Linked DNA regions of Drosophila melanogaster: region 2 is linked to region 1. Evidence: chromatin contacts called from public targeted proximity ligation data. All regions are on one chromosome and are shown on one strand. The core of a region is the stretch at or near the end of the contact, and the rest is flanking DNA. Distances in the headings are between cores, read along the strand shown.

Region 1 (4,317 bases), core at 620-3,119:
AAAAACGGCAAGCGAGCAACAAAACAACAGCTGAGCGCCAAAATAAAAATCGGGCAAAAAGCAAACGTGCCGAGCGTGATAAAAAGAACTCTTACTTTTGTTGGCCCCATCGTTTACATTTCTGTTTTTTGTATTTTTTTTTTGCTTTGCTGTTGTTGCTGTTGCTCTTGAACTTGCACTTTTTATCGCGTATTTTCAACTGGTATTCCTGGTGCAAAAGGGGTTTGCTGTTGCTAATCCTTGGGCGGCATAATTACCTGATATTGCAATCCATGCTGCAGTTGTTTTCCTCCACAATAGTTTCCCACAGCATTTTGTTGGTTTTGTTGTGTTATGTGTTGCGTTGGTTGCTTCGAAGAGCCGAAGATGTTTGATTTCGCTGGCGAGTCTGAAGCCGAAGAAATTGCTAAAACACAATTTGTTCTTGGTCACTCTGCACTCATTTACAGTTTGTTTTTAGAATTTGAGATGGTAGTCCTTGGTTTTTGGCTAGTATTGCATTTTAGTTAATTTAGGTTTTTTTGTTTTTTTTTTTTGTTAATGTGTCCGTTTGAGCATGATTTTTTGTTTTGTATTTCGGAGTGTGGTTGTGCGAGGTTTTTCTTTTTCTTCAATAATTTGAACCGCACAATCTCAATTCACCGAACGAGGAACCGAAAGGCTGAACAAGAAGAGCTGTTGACTCGACGACGAACTGAGAACGAATGTGCTGAATATGCCGAGCAGCTGGTTTTTATAACCGCACCCCGGCCGATCACGATCAGCTGATGAGCTAATGGGCGCGAGCGAGATGGCGCGCGTTTTTTGTTCTCTCTGCTTCGCTCTTTAGCTCTTAGTTCTCAGCTCCTTTCCTTTGCCTTCCCATCCTATCCTTTCCTTCCTATCCTTCCCAGAAGTGCCAATAGAAGAGGAAGGGAGACGGGCAACGAGCGACACCAACACACATAACGGGGACGGGGCCAGAGCCATGTGCGATGCGAAAAGGAAAACTGGGAAAATGGGAGAATCAGGATCATATGGACTCAGTTTTGGAAATCTCTGCTCATGTGGAGCACAAGAGTGCCGGCAACAGGTAGAATCCTTTCCCCTGCACTTCCCCTATCGCAAAATCCCGCACCGAATACCAATGTCCCGAGAAACGAGGAGAATCTGGCGCCTTGGTGGTCGCCAGCTCTATGGAGGCCACTGATTTTGGCGCGCGAGCTTTTATACCGCGACGCGTACCGCCGAAGGGGATCCGAAGTCGCCACAATTGGAGCCGAAGTGGAGCCGAGGAGGCTCCGAACCGAACACATGTGAAAATAGTGTGGAGCCCCAAGAAGCGAAGAGGAAACGCTGAAGAACTGCGCGAATCTTTAAGCAGAATTTCAAGGCGGCATCGATTGTGTCGTTTGCAGGTAATAATGTGAGATCCACGCATTCCTGCTGCCCCCTGTCCCCCCTTGTAACCCCTCCCTGAAAACTACATATCAGCAGGTAGTGGCCGCAGTCATATGATCGCCGCACCGGCGGGATGGGCGGTCGTGGAGGGGGCGTGGCTCCTTTGTGTTCTGCAGACGTAGACGCCAATGTCGTTAAATGAGCAAAGCTTCCAGCCACAGAGATCCATTCACAGGTAGCACTCTACACGATGGACCGTGTGTCTTTAATGAGAATCCGTACAAACACAGATCTTAAGCTAGATAAACTACTACTAACAGTAGCAAACACGTGGAAAATCATGATGTCAACCATGCGATATGACCAATAATCGATAATGTGAAGCTCAGACTAGTTGCCCACGCCGAAGCTCCACTGTAGCCCCTCGTTTGTGTGCAATCGCGGCAAAGTTAAAGCAAAAATCGAGTTACATATGCGCCGATGCCCTGCGGGAGTCATTCTGGAGGATCCGAGGGGTTCACTAAGGAGGGTTGGGGGTTTGCGAACACCCATGGGCTGTGCTGTGCAGTTCGAGTGTGTTTTTGTAAGGTTCGCGGCAAACAAATGAAGGACAGGCCAGTGCAACCAGGCCATATCATTCACACCGCTTGAAGAGCAGGCGAAAGTAAATGATTTCGGGACCAACCACAGCCGAAGCCACCAACCAAATGAGCTACGGTTTCATTCCGCTGAATTCCTTTGGCCAGCTTTTGTTGTTGCTGCAGGAAGAGCCGAGAGGATCATCTTTATGGAAAACAACCAGCACAAAACGACGAGAAGGACGCAGAAATCATAAAGTGGTTTTGAACAAGTTAAAAAAGCGCATAGGGAAGGAAAAAGCTCAGAACCAATCTCATTCATAGCGATCCGAGCGCACAGTGTGGCAAAATACATATACTAGAGGTAAATCTGTGAACTTACTACTACTATTTAAAAGTAGTTTCTAGCTCGAGTTGTTCTGCTATTTTCATTTTTACTTACCAAATTCTTATCCAGTTTTTATGCTTTTATTCATTCCAATTATAGCCTCGCAATTATGGATTTCAGATAATACCACCGTGATATCGCCGGGCTCCAGAAAAAGGGCAAAGCGGAGGAAGCGGAATCAAAAGCGTATGCAAAAGCACACTCACACACGTGTGTGTGCGTGTGTGAGTGGGTAAATTTGATAAAGAATGAGAATAGGCTGCGGAGAAAGAAATTGCAGCAACAATGTGAATGGAAATGGGAATGGGGCACAACAATAGCGGGGGACCTCAAAAACAGCATAACGAACAAAAAAAATCACAGGACCAGCAAAAAGTGAAGAGCTAAATTGTAAATCGAAATTCCAAGAAGTGAGCTTTGAGCATCGGCTCTTATTTTATTTTTTTCTCGGTCGTCTGTGCATTAAAATGCCTGCAAAGTGTGCGAAAAAAGCGTTTGAGATACTTTTGTGCGCGCGCGCTTTTCGCAAATCACTGCCAAAAGGGTTAAGGGTGGTGCGGTGGGCAGGCATGGGTTAAAGGCTGGGCGGTCCCAGTTTTCGCGCGCGTGTGTTTGTGTGTGGTAGACAATGCAATGCAATTAGAAGGAAGCGCAAAGAGGGGCCAGCGATCAGATGTCTAGGTGAGAGATACAAAAAGCGCAAATTTTCAACATCCCTCTAAAAGCTATTGAAATGCAATTTATTTATAATTTAATTATTAATTTATTTCAGATAAATCTGCATAGTACATACTGGTAAGTGCACACTATTTAGCAATATAATTATCTTAGTATATTGCATATATTATCTTCTCAATTCTTTCGACTTATATCAAGATTTTCTTGTATGCAATTTTCTTTCCCCTACTCTTCCCCTTTCCCCTAACAAAACGCAGGGGCAATGGTATGGACAGGGGAAGTCCCGTGGTACATAAGGTGCGAATGGAAGAGAAGTAGAGAAGAGGTGCGCACACAGATACTGATTAGAATGCAGGACGAAGAAACAGTTAGACAGGGATAGCGGTTCCCTCTCTCATATGTTCGATCAGCTGATCGGGCCCAGGAGCGAAGGATATGAACAGCAGGGAGGCCGAATTAGTCCTGCTGTGTGTGTGTGTGCGATGGGGGAAGGGGAATGTAGGAGGGGGTGGGGAAGGATAGAAGGAGCGTTCACAACGTGCGCGCGCAAATTCCAGAACACGAGCTGAGGAAGAAAGAGGGAGAGGAGAGCGAGGAACGAACGAGCAGGGAGGGGGTGGGGGCAGGAGCAAGGAAGAAGGAGGCAGGAGGCGCGGCGCTGAGATTTCTCAGCAGAAAGAGAGAGGGAGAGAGGCAGAGAAGTGCAGCGCTGCCGAAGAAGTAGGTGAAGCGCAGGGAATAGCCTTGCTTACTTTAGATTTTTTGTTTTTGCGCCAAAACCTTTTCGTACTAGTGTGTGTATTTGTGCGCAGGACTCGTTTTAGTGCGAAAGAGAGGGGGCGCAGAGGAGTCAAATCGATCCGCATTCTGTTTATCTTTCGCTGCCTTCTCCTTTGGCCGTGATTTTGTCTTCTTGCCTTTTTGTTATATGTATTTTTTAAGTCGCGTTCTGTTCGTTTTTCTCGTCTACAAACCGATTGTGAGAAATATTGTATCTTCGAGATACATTTCGTTACTTGACTTTCCGTCGTTGCGTGCCGTTCTTCTTTCATTTTTCATCTCACTTGCCTTTATGGCTGGCCCCACTAATTGATTCTCTGCATAAATTTTATTTAAAGCTTTAATAAATGTCAAAATAAGCAATTCATTTCGATGTTAGAGAACGCACACCCATATACTATACATGCCGCCCATTGTCAGTTGTCCGCGAAATGAAGCTCTCTCCCGGACAATCAATTGCCGGGTTCAGAGTTTAAATGTGAAAGAAAGCTGAAGAAGAGGAAATCAACTGTC
Region 2 (4,317 bases), core at 1,158-3,657, 41 kb after region 1:
TATACCCATTTATATGTGCAGCTCTACTACATATCCGCCTCCGCCGCGATGAGTGACTGCCGGGTTTGACTGTCTAAGCCGCAGGTACGAAGTGATTAAACGCCGAGCTATTGCCACCGCAATTAGGATCGCATCGGGATCGGGATCGGGATGCCCGAGATCCCAATAAAAGCCAAATTGAATCGGGGTCGGCAACGGAATTGAGAGCGGGGGCAACTAGTGCAGGACCTGCAAGGATGCAGCTGATAATGGCAAAGAATTGCGTCGTCACAGGTTCACAGAGATGGCCGGCCAAAAAGGAAGACAAGTAGTGCTGGGGGGGGGAGAAGGTAGAACAATTTTTTTAACATCAAACGAATAAAGGTCGCTCTCGCACACTCGTATTTACTGTGGAAAAGGGAGCTCCTGATTTGTTGCAAGATTTCTTCGTAAATGGCATAAAAAACTGCTCGAGAAACAAGGCGACAAGCCGTGGGATCGCCGTGGCCGTGGCTGTGGATCGTTGTTAAGATTGTTAATGGCACCCGACCTGTTCACGTCCACGCTCACACAATGTTGGACAATTAACACGGCCCAGCAAGAAGAAAGCCAGGTTTTTGGAGGCACATCCTTGGGAATGTCGGGCAGAACAGAGGCCGCGCTACAGAAATCAAGGCCCCCTATTTCATCGCATTTATCGCATTCCCGCGCCCCCTCTAGGAATTGTTCATATTTTGTGTATCATTCGGTCAGGGGCAGTACCGTCATCAGCTGATCCAGGGGATTAATTATGTTGACAGGTTGCTGCGATTCAAGTGCCTTTGAATTGGAATTGGAACTTTTTGTGTAATATGTTCACGTTTCATTCAAGCAGCTCCATTCATATCTTCCAGGAATCTAAGTCACATCCTTCGGCTTCCCTCAATTTAGAAAGTGTCCGACTTATGTAATGTATGCCATTTCCTTATAATGAAAGTGTTCTTTGAAGTTTCTTGGGAAATATTGCTTAACTATTGTTATATTGAATGATATATGATATGATAGATATGATTTGCATTTGGTAATTCCTACTCTTTCTGTGCGTACATCTGATCCGCAAACATCGAAATGCTGGGTCGGTCTTTCATCTCGCTGAGCTGTAGGTCGACGTAGTTCTTGGTCCGCCGATAAGCTGCCACATTAGTGTAGCAGTGATGGACATAGTTCTGACCCAAACTGGCTAGAACGGCGTAGCGGAGATCTGACTTGGAAACTTTTCGAAGAACAGGTTTGGGCTTAGGCACTAGGGGAGTGATCGGCAGAAGGCTCGGCAAGGATGGGAGCACTGGACTAGAGGCAGGAGGTGGTGGAGGTATTTTAAAAATAACTTTTGGAACGGCTTTATCACTAGGAGTTTGTGGCAGGGATGGGAGCACTGGACTAGAGGCAGGAATTGGTGGAGCTATCTTAAGAGTAACTTTTGGAACGGCTTTATCACTAGGAGTTTGTGGCCACTTTGGAGCTGGTGGCTCGACAGACTTGTGGGGCACGGCAGCCAGTTTCTTCCGTATGCTCAGTAGGAGCTTTGCCGAACTGGAAAGACCCTTTTCCAGGGCCCTCACCTCGTCTGAACTGGGTTCGAATTTCAACAAGTTAAAGCTCCAGCGGGAGATTCCAATGTCATTGGTTAATGCATAGGCATAGTTTCGATCAGATTTTACGGCGGTAAATGGACTATAGGACGTGGGTTCTACCAGTTTTTGAAGAAGCAATGATCTGTTAATTGGTGGCTTCGAATTCTTCTCTAAAGATTTGTGACCACTTTGTTTGGCGTCGTTTTTCTCTGCCTGCCTTACAGGAGCTTTGTGTGGCTGCGTTATCGTTGCCTTTGGTTTTTTTATGGTCCCAGAGTTTTGCTGACTTCCCTTATTTGTACTTTTTTCTTTCGCCTTGCGACAGTTCAATCGGTATCCCTTGATCAGATGTGGATTCGATTCGATGGCATGCTCCATGTATGAAGTGCGACTAAACCGCACCATGGCGTAGTTAAAGTTACTCATGCCATTCCTCACGCTGACCCTCTCCAAATCCCCAAATTTGCTGAAATAGGTGAACACATCCCGATGGGTAATGTCCTGGTCTAGGTCGGGAATGAACATCAGGCGATCGTGTTCCGGCTCGGGAGGCCGTCGTTCGGGTGGCTGGACTACCACTGTGCCAGGTTGGTACGTTTTCACCTTCTCTTGTAGGGAATGGAAATTTGCTAGGATTGTGGATAATTCAAAGTCCGTGAGAAGCTTAAAGTCCCCGATAGCCGTTCTCACCTGCCTTTTCCCCATAGACACTAGCTGGTTCCCTGGGCATGGCTTCCCCCAGCTGGGATTCACTAATCCTTGCTCTTTTTGGCGAAGGACACGAATCAAGTCCAGGCAAGTCCAATGGCGTGTTGGTCACTCCCAGGGGTTCTAGGGAAATCAAGGAGCTCCATGAACTATCCATGCTTTTTAAAGCCAAGTTGAAATATACTTGGTTGATAGACAAACCCAAAGCCAACTCTGATCAATGACTATTTATTATAAGAGTGGTGAAGTGGGGAGTTTTCCCTTAAAAATTGCCATTCATAGAAATAAATTCCCTAATTTTTACGCAGAATCTAAAGTCTTTCCCCTGAGGTTTCCCCAAATCCTTAAAAGTCAAACCTACTCAAACCTTTCCCATTGCATAAATGAAAATTGCACTTTCAGTTCATCGAGGCCTGGGAAAATTTTTATCCGTTTCGCACAAGGAAATGATTTGCCAAACTGAGCACAAATATTTTCATCGGAAATTTCATAAATATTTTATGAAACTGTAGGATCAAAGTCAAAGCCCCATTTAAGGTCCCCAGAGTGGCTGCCGTGCCATGAATGAATATTCGTAACGGTCGGCATTCCGGCTGCGATTCATGAAACTGTTGCCACCAAATCGTGGCCAAATGAAAGGAACCAGTAGGCCAAAGGCAAAAACCCAGCTGGAATGCGTTGGCAGTTTGAATGTCGCCTCAGGTGACAAATTGCAAGGCTTGCACAGGTTGTTCAGGTTGCACATAGCCGGTGTAAAAAGGACGACGACTCAATGACGCGGCAGGTTTCGTCGAAAAAATGTGCCATTTCGCACCTCCATAAAAACGTGTCCCGAATGGGTTTCCCTGTCATTTGCCATCAATGGACTGGGCGGCCTTCGGTTTCGGTTGCATAATGTTTGACTGCTGGGCGGAAAGTTGCACATGGCTTCTAATGTGCGATTTGCATTCGCAATCGGTCAAGGGTGCACCGGATGCGATGAATGTTTACCCAACTCGCAGAAATCAGGGCGCGCATCCCTTTCACGAATCCATCTGCCAGTGCAGATCCTGCACATCCTTTGCCACCCAGGTTACGTAAGCCATAAACAAGTGGACCATGGCGGACTAATAGACTTGTTGCCAAGGCCGCAGAGATCGCCTCCTTCTCACGCCTCGACTGCATCCGGGATTCCAGCTAAAAACGCGGCAATATCCCTCAGATACTCGGATACTTTGTGCGGACGTGAACTTCAGCCGTTTAGCCATTCAGGCATTCATTGATTCATTCATGAACATTCGCCCGCAAACAATAAGGACACAACTAGCAAATCTCTCTCGAGCACTTCAACGAACAATGAGGAGCCCAAGCAAATTTCGGTACGAGGACATTCAGTGTTCTCACGTTCATTTCGGCGATTTCCTTCGTCTTTGGGTGTTTTTTCGGCTCTTTTTTAATGTTGGCTTAAACCTCAAGTGACCGAGGGTTTGATGATGATTATGATGAGCTCACAGAGAATTTGCGAAAAAAAAAAAAACTAAACGAGAGAGGAGAAAGGAAAGCGGATACTCAGCCACTCAACCGGGTGTCCCGGCATCCTCATCATCCGCCGATCATCCCGGATATAGTTCGATATTTTTTGCGAGTTTCATCATAACGAAATTCCCTGAAATGCCCCAAGAACACATAATAATCAGAAGATAATGCCGTTGATTATCTCGGGAATGTCTATTCATCGCCTGGCGCTGTGTCCTTCGAGTCCTGCCGCCTCGAATTTCCCTCGCCGTGTGCGGCCTGCCAAAAAGTGAGAATTTATGAGGTTTTCACCAGCGCAGCTCTGGTGGTGAGGGAGTTTCCCTAGAAGTTGCGATTGGAGCCGTGCGGCAACTGTGGGAAAACTGCATTTTCCGGCCTGACTTTGGTGTCTACCAGGAATTTCGGCTTTTATCACGGATGCGAGATGTTGTCGTCTGTCGCTCATTGTTTGTACCAAACACAAATTTAATTTGATTACAAATCAGAGACAGGCACACATTTG

Evidence for each region.
Region 2: a contact with region 1 is called in a targeted proximity ligation map of the Kc167 cell line, with 3 times the contacts expected there. A contact is called at or near these places in 96 of 107 Hi-C or Micro-C datasets (the Clone 8 cell line, the D17-c3 cell line, the Kc167 cell line and 31 more) and 7 of 7 datasets of targeted methods (the Kc167 cell line and the S2 cell line).

Annotation. Positions count from the first base shown.
Region 1 is chr3R:29,254,616-29,258,932 of dm6, forward strand. CG45544 reads left to right here and starts at 1,870. Exons shown (of 2, transcript NM_001300653.1): 1 at 1,870-2,322; 2 at 2,467-2,810. The coding sequence starts at 2,049. The coding sequence ends at 2,282. stg (string) reads right to left here and starts at 1,185. Exons shown (of 2, transcript NM_001276137.1): 1 at 258-1,185. The coding sequence starts at 313.
Region 2 is chr3R:29,294,773-29,299,089 of dm6, forward strand. CG14506 reads right to left here and starts at 2,408. Exons shown (of 3, transcript NM_001276138.1): 1 at 2,283-2,408; 2 at 389-2,221; 3 at 1-313. The coding sequence starts at 2,322. The coding sequence ends at 1,047.